4 separate regions of the Sus scrofa genome follow, and all the other regions are linked to region 1. Evidence: chromatin contacts called from public Hi-C and promoter capture Hi-C data. All regions are on one chromosome and are shown on one strand. The core of a region is the stretch at or near the end of the contact, and the rest is flanking DNA. Distances in the headings are between cores, read along the strand shown.

What was found. Promoter capture Hi-C pulls out the DNA fragments that hold promoters and counts their contacts. Hi-C and Micro-C count contacts between places; a contact is called where the count stands out from the background.
Region 2: a contact with region 1 is called in a Hi-C map of liver, with 5 times the contacts expected there. The contact joins two enhancer-like sites. A contact is called at or near these places in 8 of 47 Hi-C or Micro-C datasets (adipocytes, heart right ventricle, liver and 2 more) and 2 of 2 datasets of contacts at active chromatin or transcription factors (alveolar macrophages and skeletal muscle).
Region 3: a promoter capture Hi-C map of liver shows a contact between it and region 1, with 4 times the contacts expected there. The contact joins the promoter of NPR3 here to the enhancer-like site in region 1. A contact is called at or near these places in 3 of 5 promoter capture datasets (fetal skeletal muscle and liver) and 7 of 47 Hi-C or Micro-C datasets (embryonic fibroblasts, liver, omental adipose tissue and 3 more).
Region 4: a contact with region 1 is called in a Hi-C map of liver, with 2.2 times the contacts expected there. The contact joins two enhancer-like sites. A contact is called at or near these places in 1 of 5 promoter capture datasets (liver), 3 of 47 Hi-C or Micro-C datasets (liver and skeletal muscle) and 1 of 2 datasets of contacts at active chromatin or transcription factors (alveolar macrophages).

What each region holds. Positions count from the first base shown.
Region 1 is chr16:19,030,598-19,034,168 of Sscrofa11.1, reverse strand. All of the region lies in intron 2 of LOC102162488 (a long non-coding RNA gene), which reads left to right. Among named protein-coding and RNA genes, the nearest start is that of NPR3, 190 kb to the right of the region's middle. Within about 2 kb of position 1,623, at least 6 of the 83 cell types and tissues checked have an H3K27ac peak or open chromatin away from gene starts, as enhancers often do. A contact at or near this core is called in liver, where this site is marked.
Region 2 is chr16:18,799,316-18,802,886 of Sscrofa11.1, reverse strand. No RefSeq gene overlaps it. Among named protein-coding and RNA genes, the nearest start is that of NPR3, 40 kb to the left of the region's middle. Within about 2 kb of position 2,031, at least 10 of the 83 cell types and tissues checked have an H3K27ac peak or open chromatin away from gene starts, as enhancers often do. A contact at or near this core is called in liver, where this site is marked.
Region 3 is chr16:18,839,893-18,843,463 of Sscrofa11.1, reverse strand. It overlaps NPR3 (atrial natriuretic peptide receptor 3), which reads right to left and starts at 1,924. Exons shown (of 8, transcript XM_021077060.1): 1 at 215-1,924. The coding sequence starts at 965.
Region 4 is chr16:18,902,068-18,905,638 of Sscrofa11.1, reverse strand. All of the region lies in intron 3 of NPR3 (atrial natriuretic peptide receptor 3), which reads right to left. Among named protein-coding and RNA genes, the nearest start is that of NPR3, 62 kb to the right of the region's middle. Within about 2 kb of position 1,533, at least 10 of the 83 cell types and tissues checked have an H3K27ac peak or open chromatin away from gene starts, as enhancers often do. A contact at or near this core is called in liver, where this site is marked.

The DNA.
Region 1 (3,571 bases), core at 374-2,873:
AGTATTCATCTCACTACAATCTTACTGACTTTCCTTATGTGTGACTCATTGTTTAAATCTGCTTTTGATTAAAAAGTTGAGGTTGAATATTGTTAGCTCTTTGTATTTCTTAAAGAAATTAGCTAGTGTAAATTTTAATTGATGGTGGTAAAGGAAAAAGAAGGACCAAAATCAGTCCCAACCAACTAACTAAACTAACTATAGAGTATTGCCCCTGGGGCTAGAGGATACAAGAGAAAGGCACAAATAGTAAATATCTCTGTTTTGGGGGTGGTCATTAACTTATCCTCCAAGGCGGTGTTCCTCAGAGAGTAAAGGGGGCACTGTTACTAATAATATCAAGACCACGTATGTAAACCAAAACTATCCCAGGCAAACTGGGATATAGGGTCACCTTACCTATTTTTCACCTTTCTAGGCTGGTTCTAGTTCTGAAATGTGGTGGCTGCTCCTGGTTGCCCCAAATAGTTTTATTTGGCATATCATGTGGGCCATGTTCATTTTTTTTAAACATTCCAGACATTGCACAACTATTTGTACTGCCCACTTCAGTGTGTCCTCTTGGGACGCTACACACCTGTTGCAATGATGTTGCAATTGTTCAAAATATGTTTTGTAATTCTGTTTAACATCACCTTCTGAACCATTTAATAGCTTCTTTAAAAAGTCAATCTGAACTCATCTTGTTGATCTTTTTATTTCCACTTAGCTTCTTGCATGCAGAGTCACTCAATAAATATTCACTGAATTAAATGAAATGGAATTAGATTCCAAAGCTTAAAATTACCCTCAGAAAAAAGAAGATTCATTACCTCTGAGTCTATTCATTAGGCCACATCTCAGAGAAAAAAAAAAAAAGACTAGAAAGAAATATGGTTATCTCTAGGTTTTAGAATTATAAGTCAGAATTCAGAAAACAATACAAAAAGGCAAAAATCAAAGCTTTCAATATGTGTTGCATTTAAGCTAAGAAAAATTTTATCTTCCTTTGTTTTTGCAAACTATCCCTCAGGCAATTCCAAAGAAGAATTTCTCAAATATGTTACATAATATTACCATTTTGGGAATGTGTGTACAACTTTCAGAAGTGATTACTTTGAAAGGGACAACACACATTTAGATGAGTACATTCTGTAACATTTGTTTAAAGAAATAATCCACTACTTTATAATCATGCTTCTATTTTAGACATATTCATGAATATAAGTCATGACATGGATGCTATGAGGGACATGATTTTACAAACAAGAGAAGTAAACATTCAAGAAATAAGCTGATGACATTTAGGGTCAGGGCATGTAGCCAGCTGCCTGGGGACTAGTCTCCAAATCTGTGCCCTCTCTAGCACTGTGAGACAGAGCAGCAGCAGAGGTTCGTCCAGAATTCTGCCTAGTGATAATGTGGACATTTGCCCAGTCAGATATTTAGAGACTGAGAACGTGCATTATCATTCTAGTTTTATGAAATGAAATCCAAGCATAAAAGTTCCAACAGTTTGCCTTTGGTAGTGTCACAAGGAACTCTTGAGCCTTCAGACTAGAGCAGTGAGAAGGACTCACATCAATACACATATATTTCTGTCAGCTGCAGAACCAACTCGGACAGCCACTCCCTCAATATAAACTGCCCCATAAACCAGGAGCTGATGAAACAAACCGAGTTGTTATCACTCACCCCTGTGTGGAGTAGTATATGGTAAGGGTGTTCTGAGCAAGAGTATCCATGTCAATAATAAGACTTTCTGTGAAGAATTTTCTTAAACGTGTTGATGGAAGTAATGGGAGAGAGAAGAGGGGGAGGGCACTGTGACCAGTGGCTGAGACCCAAGGTCCTTCAAACACAGCAGTGATTTCCGTTGAAGGAGGCCATTTTATCAGCTCCTTTTCAGCCTCAGCCACTGGAAGGGGGCCTTGGTCAGAGCAGATGTTCCTGTGCGACTGCTGTTCTCTCTGCCTATGGGGCTGAGCTCTAAAGGAGGTGGGGACAGTGGGAAGCCAAAACTGGTTCCTCTCTCCTAGTGGAAAGGAGACACGTGCTGTCCGTTGTAAAAAGAAAACATTGTAAAGTACCTGTTTATGTGCTGAAGTAATTTCTAATTACTGGAGGCAGGGAACGTGGTCTAGTGTGGTTAAAGGAGGGCACTCAGCACCAGGACAGTGACCATTCTGTTCTCCTTTCTGCTCTCAGCCTCCTCGTGTGACTGGCTACAAGTCACCTAACCTCCTCCCTCCTCAGAACCGGCCAGCTAGACCATTTGGGTAAAACTTCCCATTCATTCAGTACTTAGCAATCTGGCCTTCCCAAGCACTTTAAAAAATGTAGGCTAATTAATAGTATCCCTTTGAGGCTGGAAATTATTATTATGAAGATGATGCTTTTAGCTGATGCTGATTGGAGGTGCACAGACCTTAAGTGATTTCCCTCCAGGGGCTGGAATCCCGAAATGTGCATAAGAGCTAATCTTGGGCTATCATCACTCAACTCCACACCCTCCCCGACCACACCAGGGAACTCACAGGGTGCTTTGCGGATAAATGAGCTATTTATTCAGCCTTCGGGACACCTCAGATTGGGTGTTAAAAGAGGTACAAAGCATTTCTAATACAGGTGGGAGCCTCATTTTCACAAAGCCACACGGGTGTTCCTGAACCCTTAGCTTACTGGGCAGAGCTACTTCCTGGTCAACTTCTTTGCACCAGCAGCTGCCACAAGGACAGACTGTTGGAACTGGCTGAATTACTGCTCTCTCACTGTAGTTGACTTTTCTCTTTAAAAAATTACAATGTTACAAATACTCCTTGAAGAATAAAGTTTAAATAATTGAAAAGTACACAAAGTAAAGAATGACAGAGGGAAAAGCGGACACTACCTCCTCCACTCCTGTCCTAAACCCATCCCCAGCTACCCGCAGTCAAATTTACCAGTGCTGAACATTGTCCACTTTCCTATCCGTCCTTCCAAGCAACCACAGAAATTAATAACAAACATTCAGGAGGCCATATAGTCTGACTGCCAGTCCATTATTTCCTAACTGTGTAACCTTGCCCAAGATCTTAAACCTCTCTTCAGTTTCCCCATTTGCAAAATAGGAGTAATTCTAATGCCTACATTGTAAGGATACTTTGAAGATTAAGTGATACCCACTTTGTACAGTTAAATAAATGTTACCTGTTATTTGTAGGAATATACAAACTGCTTTATTTTACAAAATAGGATCATTCTAAGCATGCGTTTTGCCAAGTGGCTTTTTTCATGCAACTTTCTACCAAAGCCAAAAAGATTGTTTCTTATTGTTGATTTGTAAAGATGGGGCAATATTCAGAGTATGACACCCAGCCTGGCCCAGACCCTGAGCAGTTAGGAAGAATATGCTGAATAATCAGAGTAGATGCTAAGCAAAAACAGCAGGTGGATACCAGCTGAGTATTGGCAGTGTCTAGGGAGAAATACTATTCTCTTCTGTTTAAACCATCTTTTCAGTTTCTTTAGATTTTTCCATCATTTTTAATAGTGCTTCAAAAATATATATACTTTAGGAGTTCCGTCGTGGCGCAGTGGTGAACGAATCCGA
Region 2 (3,571 bases), core at 782-3,281, 230 kb after region 1:
CATTTGATCAGAAAGTTCCTATCTCTTCTTTTTATCGGGTCTTCTACATAACTTTCTGAAATCTCCTGCTGCACTCAGGAGCCACGCAGCCGCAGTCTCCCTGCCCCCACATCCTCCTTCGTATCGCTGTAGATCAACCAGAATCTCCAGTCCTAAAACACCCACATTGTTCCAAACTGCTCTGCACCTGATTCCACCCTTCTCCCTGCCAAGGCCAAAGCTGGCCACACTAGAGAAGCGGGCTCCTTGAGGGCACAGTTCATCCCACTATAGGTCTGACTCTTCATCTAGGAGGGTAGGAGGGCACCTCTTCTCACTCTGGTCCCTCAGGACCTACCTACACTGCCCTTGGGAAATAGTTACTGTATGTATGAATGATTGAGAAGCTTGTTTCTCTTTGCTGGTTTGTTTGTTTGCTCTTTGGCCATGCCCGTAGCATTTAAAAGTTCCCGGGCCAGGGATCGAACCTGAGCCACAGCTGCAGCCCAAGCCACAAAAATGACCTGCCAAACTTGCAGCATATGGAAGTTCCCAGGCTAGGAATCCAATCCGAGCTGCAGCTTCCAAGCTACACCCCAGCCACAGCCACAGCAATGCCAGATTGGAGCCGCGTCTGAGACCTACACTACAGCTCGCAGCAACACCAGGTCCTTAACCCACCAAGCAAGGCCAGGGATCAAAACCACACCCTCATGGGTACTAGTCGAATTCTTAACCAACTGAGCCACAGCTGGAACTGCAAGAAGCTTGTTTTAATTCAAGGACATCAGTGCATTGGAAAGGTTTCACTAATAGCTATCACCAGGCCCAAATACTCAAAACTGGAAACACGGAAATTAAACTTTTTCAAAAAAAAAAAAAAATTGAGTCTGTCTTCCTGACCTTTTCTATGGTTGTCTGTTTAAACAAACCAACCACCACCACCAATAAAAAAACAAACAGAAAAAACACACTCTTTTTGGATATTTGTCTCAACTAACAGCACAATACAGTGCTCTAAGTTTCCATAAGGGAGTAAGTGGGTTTAAGTTCTTCAAGGATATGCTCAAAGAAGACTCTTGTGCACTAAGAGGCAGGAGCTGAGTCGGAAATTAGCACCATCTCCCAGACCTCAGCCCAGGGACCTGCTTTGAAGAGGGATAGCGGAAGGCTGAGAACAACTGATTCAGGAAAGCAAAGGAAACCTTTGTTGTTTGCTGCTAAAATTCTCCTTTACTAGACCTTTCCTATCAAATCTCACTCGGTAGCTAAAATGCATGTATGAAAAACAGCATTTTTTTAACAGCATTTTTTTAACAGCGTTGCACAGATTAGATGCGTATAACATCTACTTATGTCTGTGTTTAGTCCTTTCATGATTGCTGTGCAACTCTGGGGGCACTTATAGGGACTTTAGAGTGAATTTCCATATTGTCCAAGGTTGTTTAGTAATTATGAAAAATAAACTCTCCATGCAGGATCTGATAAAATTATTTGGTCTCATCCCTCTTGACTTCTGTATGGGGCACATGAGATGGCTGTCACTTGGAAGGAGGGATGAGGCAAGAGTGAAGAGATGAAGTGAAACAGAGACCATCTAGAACCCAGATAGAGCACTGACTCTGAGCCATGTAGTCTGGAAAGTGTGCCTGGCACATCGTGGTGCTTAGCCTGGAGCCCTGGGGAGATAAAGCTGACTCGCCACGGAGCCACATCCACAGAGACGCAGGGGTGACAACTCCCGGCAAAGGGTCACCCTGTTACGAAATGCTGAGGGGCCTCCTGACGTGGGGGTCACGTTGGGATTCCGCCTCGAGACGTCCTTCCTCTGCAGAGGGGTGACCACTGCTGGGGGAACCAGCTTGGTGGGGGCCGAGGGCAAGGAGGGGAGCTAGAATAAAGGAGCTTAGAATTCTCCCTTGGGATTGGACTTGAAGAGTTAGGTGCCTTTAACCCCCCCAGGAGCTAGGCAGCAAGGCAGCTCACTCCAGTGGACCCTAAACAGAGATAATCTGGCCAAAGGGCTAGTGCGCTTCCTGTTCTCTGCCTTTTGTCACGTCCTAGCTCTTGGGAAATCCTCTCTCGAGTGGCATAACCTTGGCTCAGCTGCTCTCAGGTGTGAGTGGAAGGGTCACGCTTCTCCGTTTAGGCCAGTTTTGTTAAAGAGGAAACGATATGCCCCACTCTCACTCCTACCCCACCAGGGTACAGGCCTTGGCAAAGTACACAAGAGAGACCCCCCCCACACACACACACACACACAGGACAGTGGAATTTAGGGCCATAGGACACAGCTGTTCCTCCTCTCCAGGAATTTCTCTTCCCAAATTTCACCTTGAGGGATCTGGTCATTGTGTGCAGTTTTGTTGTTGTTACAAAGTTGGGGGTGGGGAGGGAGGTTCTCTTGTGGCTCAGTGGGTTAAGGATCCAGCATTGCTACTGCAGTGGCTTTGGTGGCTGCTGTGGTGTGGGTCCGATCCCTGGCACGGGAATTTCTGCATGCTGCAAGTGAGGCCAAAAAGAAAAATGAAGAAAAGAAAAATCGGGAGTATAGGCCAATTACTTACAGACACCATTGTTTCCTAGATGACATGATCTGATATGAAAAATAAAAGAAGTTGTTATGGACTGAACCAGAACAGTGAAGAAAAATCAATTTCTGTGGTTTAAGTCCCCCGGTGTGGCGCACTTTGCCGTAGCAGCCCAAGCAGACCAGTCCAGAAGGCAAAGGCCCTGACTCTTGGAACAAGTCTTGCTCTTTGCTGAGGTACCTGTTAAAACTTAATGTCTTCACAGAAATAAGAGTTTAAAAAAAGAAAAAAGAAAAGAAAGAAAGAAAGAAAGAAAGAAAGAAAAAAGAAAGAAAAGAAGATGCCAAGAGACATACTAGAAAAAAATTTTCACTTAAAAACCTTAAAAAAAAAACAAAAAAAACCTTAATGTCTTCACAGGATAATGTAGGTTCTCCAAGGACTGACCACCCGGGGAAAGAGGCATCAACAAACTTGCTGTTGGTTTGGACCAAGGGCGGTGCATTCACCAGGGCTTCCCAGGGAAAGGCATTCCATGATCGAAAGATGGCTTAACAGCATTTCTTGTATCCATACACAAATTCTTATGTCTGTAAACGCCCTAGTGGTTTTTTACAGTATGACTCAGTAAGCTCTGTGTTCCTGTCTGCAGCGTGTAAAGATGATCAAAGGCTTAGCATGTTGCCTGGAATATGCAAGACCCTCAGTCATTATTCGTTGATTTCTGAAAATATCAATGACGGTATTTCTGAATTTCAGATTTGCTGAGGGCAGGAATGAGAGTGTTGAATTTATCCTTACAGCCCACACCCAGGGCCCTTAATAGAGGTTCTGCAATAGCCACTCAATAAATGTTGGCTTACATATTGAACTATGAGAAACAGCCAGCCATTTGAAATATCTCATGAAAACTGCTAGTTTTCACATTTGGTTGAGGTTTGCCTCAGTTTGCCTCAAGTTTCTCAATCTGCTGTGTGGGTGTTTTTTATTTTTTCAACATTCCTGGCATTGTGTCAGAAAAAGATTATAAAACAGCAGTCTTAAGACAATCAGCAGAACAT
Region 3 (3,571 bases), core at 675-3,174, 190 kb after region 1:
CTCTACGTACACCCCACCACAGCCTTGAGCGATAGTCAAAGGTCGCTGCAGCCAGACAGCTCACACTAGGGAGAGTCTCCGTGCACGCGCCCTCTCCAGGTGTTCAGTGCCGTAGAGGGTAGTGGGGTCCCAGAGGCGCGGAGGGGCATGTAGGGAGAGCCGAGCAGAGTGGTTGAGTTAGGGCTGGGGGGCCCCGGGGCGCACTTCTGCTCACCTCGCTCATTGGCCTGGATGTAACGCACGATGTCGTCCAGATCCAAGCCTTTGGTCTCATCGAAATTGTAGACGGACGTGTGCAAGCCCTCCTCCTGGAAGACCTCATGGACCCCCTCGAGGGTGAAGAAGCAGTTCCGCTCCAGCTTGTCGTCGCTGTAAACCAGCACGGCGCGGCTCCACTGGTGGTGACGGAACAGGGCAAGCATCATCTCTCCCATCTTTGCGTACGCTGGCGCCACGCGCGTGAGGTGCGAGTACTCGGTGTCCTTATGCTGGAAGCCGGCTGCGAGTGCCCCGGCTGACAGCATGGGCAGATCCCAGTGGGACGCAAGCCGGGCTACCGGTGCAGCCGCATACTCGCACACCGGCCCCAGGATGAGGTCGGGCTTGGCGCCCCGCGCCGCCGCCACGCGGTCCACCAGGCTGAAGAGTGCGCGGTTGCCGCAGTCCGAGTCTTCGTAGGCCACCTGGAAGCGAGTGCCTGGTGGCAGAAGCCGCCGCCCGGTCCCGTTTCCCTCCACGCTGCGCAGTGCATATTCGATGGCCGGCCGCACCCGGGCCAGGGAAAACAGGTACGAGTCGTCCTGGGGCAACAGCACCAGCACCTCGATCTTCTGCGGCGGCAGCGCCTCTCTCTCCCGGCGCCCGCCGCCCGGGCCCCCGCCAACACCGCCACCCGTGCAGCCGACCAGCAACGCCCAGTCGAGCAGTACGCACGCGGAGAAAGTGAGCACCAGCAGGGAAGGCATCGTGCCGCAGGAAAGCGCCTGCCCTCGCTGCGGACTCGCTCTCTGCCCCCCACCCACCCTTCCTCTTTCCTCCCCACTCTACTCTCCGAGGTCCCTGCGCCCCCTTGGGCGCTCTAAGAAAATAGAATACCCCCTTCACTAACTCGCCAAAAGATAGAGAGGAAGAGTCCTCCTTTGCAATGCCACTCGTTTAAAAAAAAGAAAAAAGAAGAAAGGAAAAGAAAAAGTTCACCGGGTGTAAACCTATACAGCTATATTATAAATATACTTTTTATAAATATATATATATATATTCGCCCTCCCTTTATATATACTATTTTGCTTAGAGGTGGCTTCTTATTTGGGCGTTGCTAAGGTTTCTTTTGAAAGCGTATTTGTAAAAGAAGAAAAAGTTAGACTTGTCCAGGTGCTTGTAATTGACGGTGCATCTCCCTCGCGTTTGATCTCATTGATTCGCGCCGGTTCCTGGATCCATAACCCGAGTTTAAATAGCGTGGCAGCGGCGGAGCGTGTTACCACACAAGGCGCGCCGAGGCTGGGCTTGTATTTCCAACCGGTGGGGAGGGTGGGAGTGGGGAGTGGTGGGGGCTGGGCTGGGGAGCCTCTCATTAACATTCTTACATCAGGGCTCCTCCCCGCACCCCTACTCTTCCCACCCCTCCCCTGTCCCTAACTCCCACTCCCCGTCAGACCTCGGCCTTTTCCTTAAAGCCGCAGTCGCCCACGTCTGCACCAGCAGGAGCCCCCACCGCTCCACACTGCCACCAGGGTCCCCGCCACTCCCTTGCCCCGCGTGCGGCAGCCCTCTCTTCAGCTCCGGCCTTTAAAAATGGAAATGTGTTTGAAAGTAAAGAAACGCGCGCAGGCACACACATAACGTGCAAAAAAAAAAAATAAAAAAGAGGAATGGGGTGGTCCTAGAAATTAGTGGTTTCGTTGCAAAAAAAAAAAAAAAAAGCTCTCACCTCTCTCTCACTCCAGCCACACTCCCTCCCGAAGCGACTCGGGGCGGGCAGTCGACCTTCCCAGCCCCCCTGGCTCAAGGTCAGGGAACAAGGACCAAGGCACCGATGCAGACGTCTAGGTCGCGGACCTGGAACGCCTTGCTAGCCCCGGCGTCCTCCCCCGCCCCCCGCCGGCCTCCTCCCCCTGGGCAGCCCGGGTTCGCGCCGGAGCCGAAGTGCTGCGGCGCATCCAGCGTTCCCCACGCACCCAGTGTTCCCCGCGCACCGAACACCTCCGCTGGCGCGCTTCGAGCAGAAAAGCGAAACTTGTTGCTCCCAAAGGCGAGAGAACACTTTTTCGCCTGGAGGTGGCAGAAGGCTTGAAAAGCATCTCCAAGGCATCCTTGGGCTTTGTTTGCTAAACCAGGTAACTACATAAAGAGACCTTCTTCCGAAAGCTTTTTCCCGAAGGCCCCTGGGTGGAGTCGCGTCCTCCGCTCCAGTCCTTGCGCTGGGAAATCCCACCGCTTTTCTTCCGCGGCTCGCGAGAACCTGTGCTCTAGGTTCTCCAAGGCCGAGAAAGGTCCTGCGTCCGAGACCCAGTCACGCCACTGGTCCCAGCCACAGCAGTGTTGGAGACGAGGATGGAAACGGCCTTGAAGAAGTCAGTGACCAGAAGAGCCTCGCCGGAGTGCGCTGCGCTGCAGGGCAGGACCTAGAGGAACTTGACCCTCTGAACCTGGTTAACATTTCACCGAGGTCATTTGCAATGTGAACCTGCTACTTTGGAAGGGTGAATTCCACCACTTAGGTCCCGCGAATTAAAATAAATTGAAAGTATTTTAAAATGGTCTTTCATTTGACTGGGCGTTCTTGTCCATAAACTTCTCTTAGTCTTAGACCAACGCCCTCTTTCGGCAGAAACTTGCAGCCGCCGTCTACCCCGGTTGCCACCTCCCCAGGCGCTGAGTTTGTTTTGGGTTTTGTTTTGTTTTGCTTTATTTAACGCCGGGATCTCAAAGAGCCATCGCTCTCATTTGTGACGGTGAAACGGTAAATTGGGGTTTCCGGAGATGTAGCAACTTCAGGCATCAGTGCTCGCCACTCTTAACATCACCCTCCTTATCGCTCTTTCTGACACTGTAAATGTAGCTGAGTAACGTTTCATCCTCGGGGCATTTAGATTTCAGATAATGCTCTGTGGTCCCTGAATCTTCAAGTAGGACCTTATAATTCCAGCGAAAACCTTCATTCATGTTACTAGACCTGCTAGCCAGTAGCACACGAGGCATCTGTATACAATTTTATTTCCCCCCCAAAACGGGTACCCCCCACACACTGGAAATTGAGATTTAGAGCTTCACAGCGACTAAATCCCCCCTGAATTCCTAGGAAGAAGGGAGGGGGAGAGAGAGAGAACAACAAGCTAAATCCCGAATTCCAAGGGTCTTAATGGATTTCGAAACTGGTTGCCAGGAGACGTGAAGAAACCAGGGTTTACTATTACCGCTCGCTATGCCCTGTGTCTGGGGAACACTGGCCAACAGCGATATGATTCCGCTCACTGTGTAGCGCGGGCTTAGTGGGAAAGTCTGGGGTTTCAGTGGCATCGGGTGTGAAAGCCTCTCCCTGTCCCAGCGCTGCCCAGCCAGGGTCACAGGC
Region 4 (3,571 bases), core at 284-2,783, 130 kb after region 1:
CGATGCTTAGGCAGGGAATTCAGTCATCTGATACATTTGAATGTGTCGCACACACGTCATATATGGATGCTTCTCATCACCCAACACTCTTGAAGGCTTAGTTGAGAAATGCTCATACATAATGACATAATCATCCCTGGCTTTCAGGTGATCAAGTGAGCAATATCTGCCCTTGACCTTGATGTCCCACCAGTGCCTGACCGGATGTGGCTCTGGAAAGCTTGGCGACCTGACCCCCACAGAATGTTCTGGACACTCGCTGACCTCATATCCCAGGGGTCTGTGTTCCCGTCAGGCACAGTGTCAAGTAAACACAGACACCAAAGCCCAAAGGGGGAAGGGCAAAGGCAGGCAGCAGGCACCCTGTACGCTCTGCTGGGCAGTGAGGCAGCCCCAAGACAGAGGGAGACGGAGACCAGGGAACACAGGAGGACAACTTCTGGCTGCATTACTTCTGAAAGACCAAAGTCAGAAGGAGCATGTAAATTCTAATTTCTCCAACTGGGTGACATCCTTTAAAGCTGGTCCTGAGACCTTCAGGTAGCTCCCCCTGAACTGAGTCACCTGGGGATGTGATTGCAAGGAAGAGATGAGCAAACTCCAGGCTTTGTACAAAGATGACTTTCTTCACGTCTGTCTTGTGTCTTAAAATGAAACCTCTCCCTTTTTATTCAAGCAGTTTCAAGGTGCGGTAAGGACTAAGCTAAGATCCAGAACCCCAACTCCTAGTGCAAGCATCCCTGATTTATTCACTCACTGTGAACAGTCAGCAGCTGAATTCTGTTCAGGTCTTAATTCAGAGCTTCCCCAGCTGGATTCTTTAAAATAAGCAGCAGCATTCCTTAAAATGTTAACAGAGGGCTCTAGAAATAGTACTGCTGTGGTTTAACAAGTTTACAAAATGCTAGATTGAGCAAAGTCAAGCAATTCTCTTTACTTGCAGGTAACAACTGGCAGCTAAATTCTATTGAACATCTTCTACATTCTAGAGCTGAACTTAACAGAATTTACATTCTACTGTGTTTAGTCCTTCCCAAATTTGCATAGATGGGAACTGTTATTATCCTATGAAAGAGATTCTGATTAACATCCTAAACAGAAAGATCTTAGTCAGCGGATGGCATCAAAATGCCAGAAAGTGTTGGGTGGGCAGGTTCTAAAGTAGAGGTCCAAACCAGGCCTGCCTCGTTAAAACATCTATCCTACTGGCGCATATGTTCAGCCAGCTGATACTGGAAGGCAGCTCTGTGCTCTGGTTTCTGTTCCAACTGGCTGGTACTTTGAGTAGCTCTACGAATGGAGTACATAGTTTGGAAAAACCAACGAGGGTCTATAAAAGAGAAGACTAAGATTGACAGTGTACTTCAATGTCAGAGAAGGACAGAACCTCTACCTGGAGATGGGCTGAGAGAGCAGAAGGTGGAAGAAGAAAAGAGGACAAGGAACATGAAGCAACATGCTAATTGCTCCTCATCTCTCAAGCAAATATTTAAACCAGCAGCTAACACAGCATGACTCAGATCAAGCGAATCCAGATTTCAGACTCAGCCAAAGTTGACCTTGAACCTTTATTTCCATGATATTCCTGCCAAAGAGGGGTAGTCTGAAGATAAGCATGAGGAAACATCAACAAACTGACATTGAGGGATATTCTACTAAACAACTGGGCAGAAACTGAATATGTCAAGGTCATGAAAATCAAGGAAAAGATGAGGAACTGCTCTAGACTGAAGGATACTAAAGACGTGACAACTAAATGCAAGACATGATTCTGAAGTGGATCTTTTTGCTGGAAAGGACCTTAGACAAATGGCAAAACAACTGAAATCCAAGGATACAGTAGACAATAGTCACATATCAGTATTAACTTCCTGGGTTTGATGACTGATCGTGGTGATATGAGAGAAGAGCTTTGTTTGTAGGAAATAGATACTAAAATATTGGGAGGTGATGAGTCAACAAGTTAGTCACTTACTCTGAAATGGTCACTTAACTCTGAAGTAATTCAGGAAAAAAATTTTTCGGTGTTGAAATTTCTCTAAGTTTGAGACTGTTTCAAAAATATTAAAGTGGAATGATGCCCACGACAGCAAAATAAATTAATTAATAAAGTTGACTGTGCCCCAGCTGTGAGTTAAAACGCGTACTAAACCAAATGAGCATCCAAACAAGCTGGACGTGAAGGCTGAGGGTCCTGCTCAGAGACCCGTGCGCTCCAAACACACCAGCAACCAAGGGTGGTAATAAAAGATCTACCTATTTGATGTTTTCTAACCAGCGCTCAATATGAAACATGACGGCTTTGGTTTAGGAGGGTCTTTATTCTATATGACCTTGATTCTTGCTAATAATAGTAACCTTAATAATTACTAATAAATGTAACAAAGCTTCATGTACCCAGACTTGTCGGGGGCAGGGGGAGATGTTTCATACAAGCAAATATTCCAGATTCTTAAATATTATTTCTCTAAGTATCAAAACTTTTTGTATAATATAAACACTTTAGTTCCCGTCATGGCGCAGTGGTTGACGAATCTGACTAGGAACCATGGGGTTGTGGGTTTAATCCCTGGCCTCGCTCAGTGGGTTAAGGATCCAGCGTTGCCGTGAGCTGTGGTGTAGGTCGCAGACGCGGCTCGGATCCCGCGTTGCTGTGGCTCTGGCGTAGGCCGGTGGCTGCAGCTCCGATTCGACCCCTAGCCTGGGAACCTCCATATGCCGAGGGAGCAGCCCAAGAAATGGCAAAAAAAATAAAAAATAAAAATAAACACCTTAGATGGAAGTCCTTCTGAAAGGAGCCACGTATGTTCCTGCCTTGACAGAAATCTGCTAAATGTGATTAACCTACCGTGCTTCTCTGTATGAAGGCTGTGACAACGAACAGTCCAGTGGGCTCCATGGCTACTGCAGAGTGTATACGGCGCTGTTCACACAATGCTGACCCCAGGCTTCCATGTTTCTGGATCATCCTTCCTCTTTATGCCGGGACCCTCCTCCCATCCTGAAACGCCTCCTTCCCTGGCTGCTGAGTCTTGTGCATCTCCTCATCCAGCCCTTCCTACCGGTGACCTCCAGGGTTCTCAACAGCTAGAGCACTAAGTCTAAATGCTTCAGGAGGTGAAGAACACGCTCTATTATTAGCCACATCCCTAAATAAAACTCTGTGCCCTCCTCCTTACAAAATCTCTTGGATTCTCTGAGCGTGCCACGAGGTACCTTGACACATTAGCCCCTGGGCTTAGAGTACCCTCCCCAAGGGCCTTGTCTCATTCTCCTACTCAGCTTTGCTGGATGTTCTCAAGTTACCCCCTCCAGATCCACCTTCCACCCTGCTCCAGTCAGCTCTGCCCTGGAAGGCTGACATACACAGATATCAGCTGGGTCCCCTTGTCCTCTGGCTTCTGCAGCAGATGGGAGAGCAGAAGGAGATAAAGATGGGAATGCCAGGGCCTGCACTCCTCCTAGGGGTGGCAGAGTAGTCTGTGTCAGTTTAACTTCAAAAAAAAAAAAAAAGTATACACTCTGGACAAAGTATTTTTAAAAGAATATATTGAAAATGCTAAATGAATAT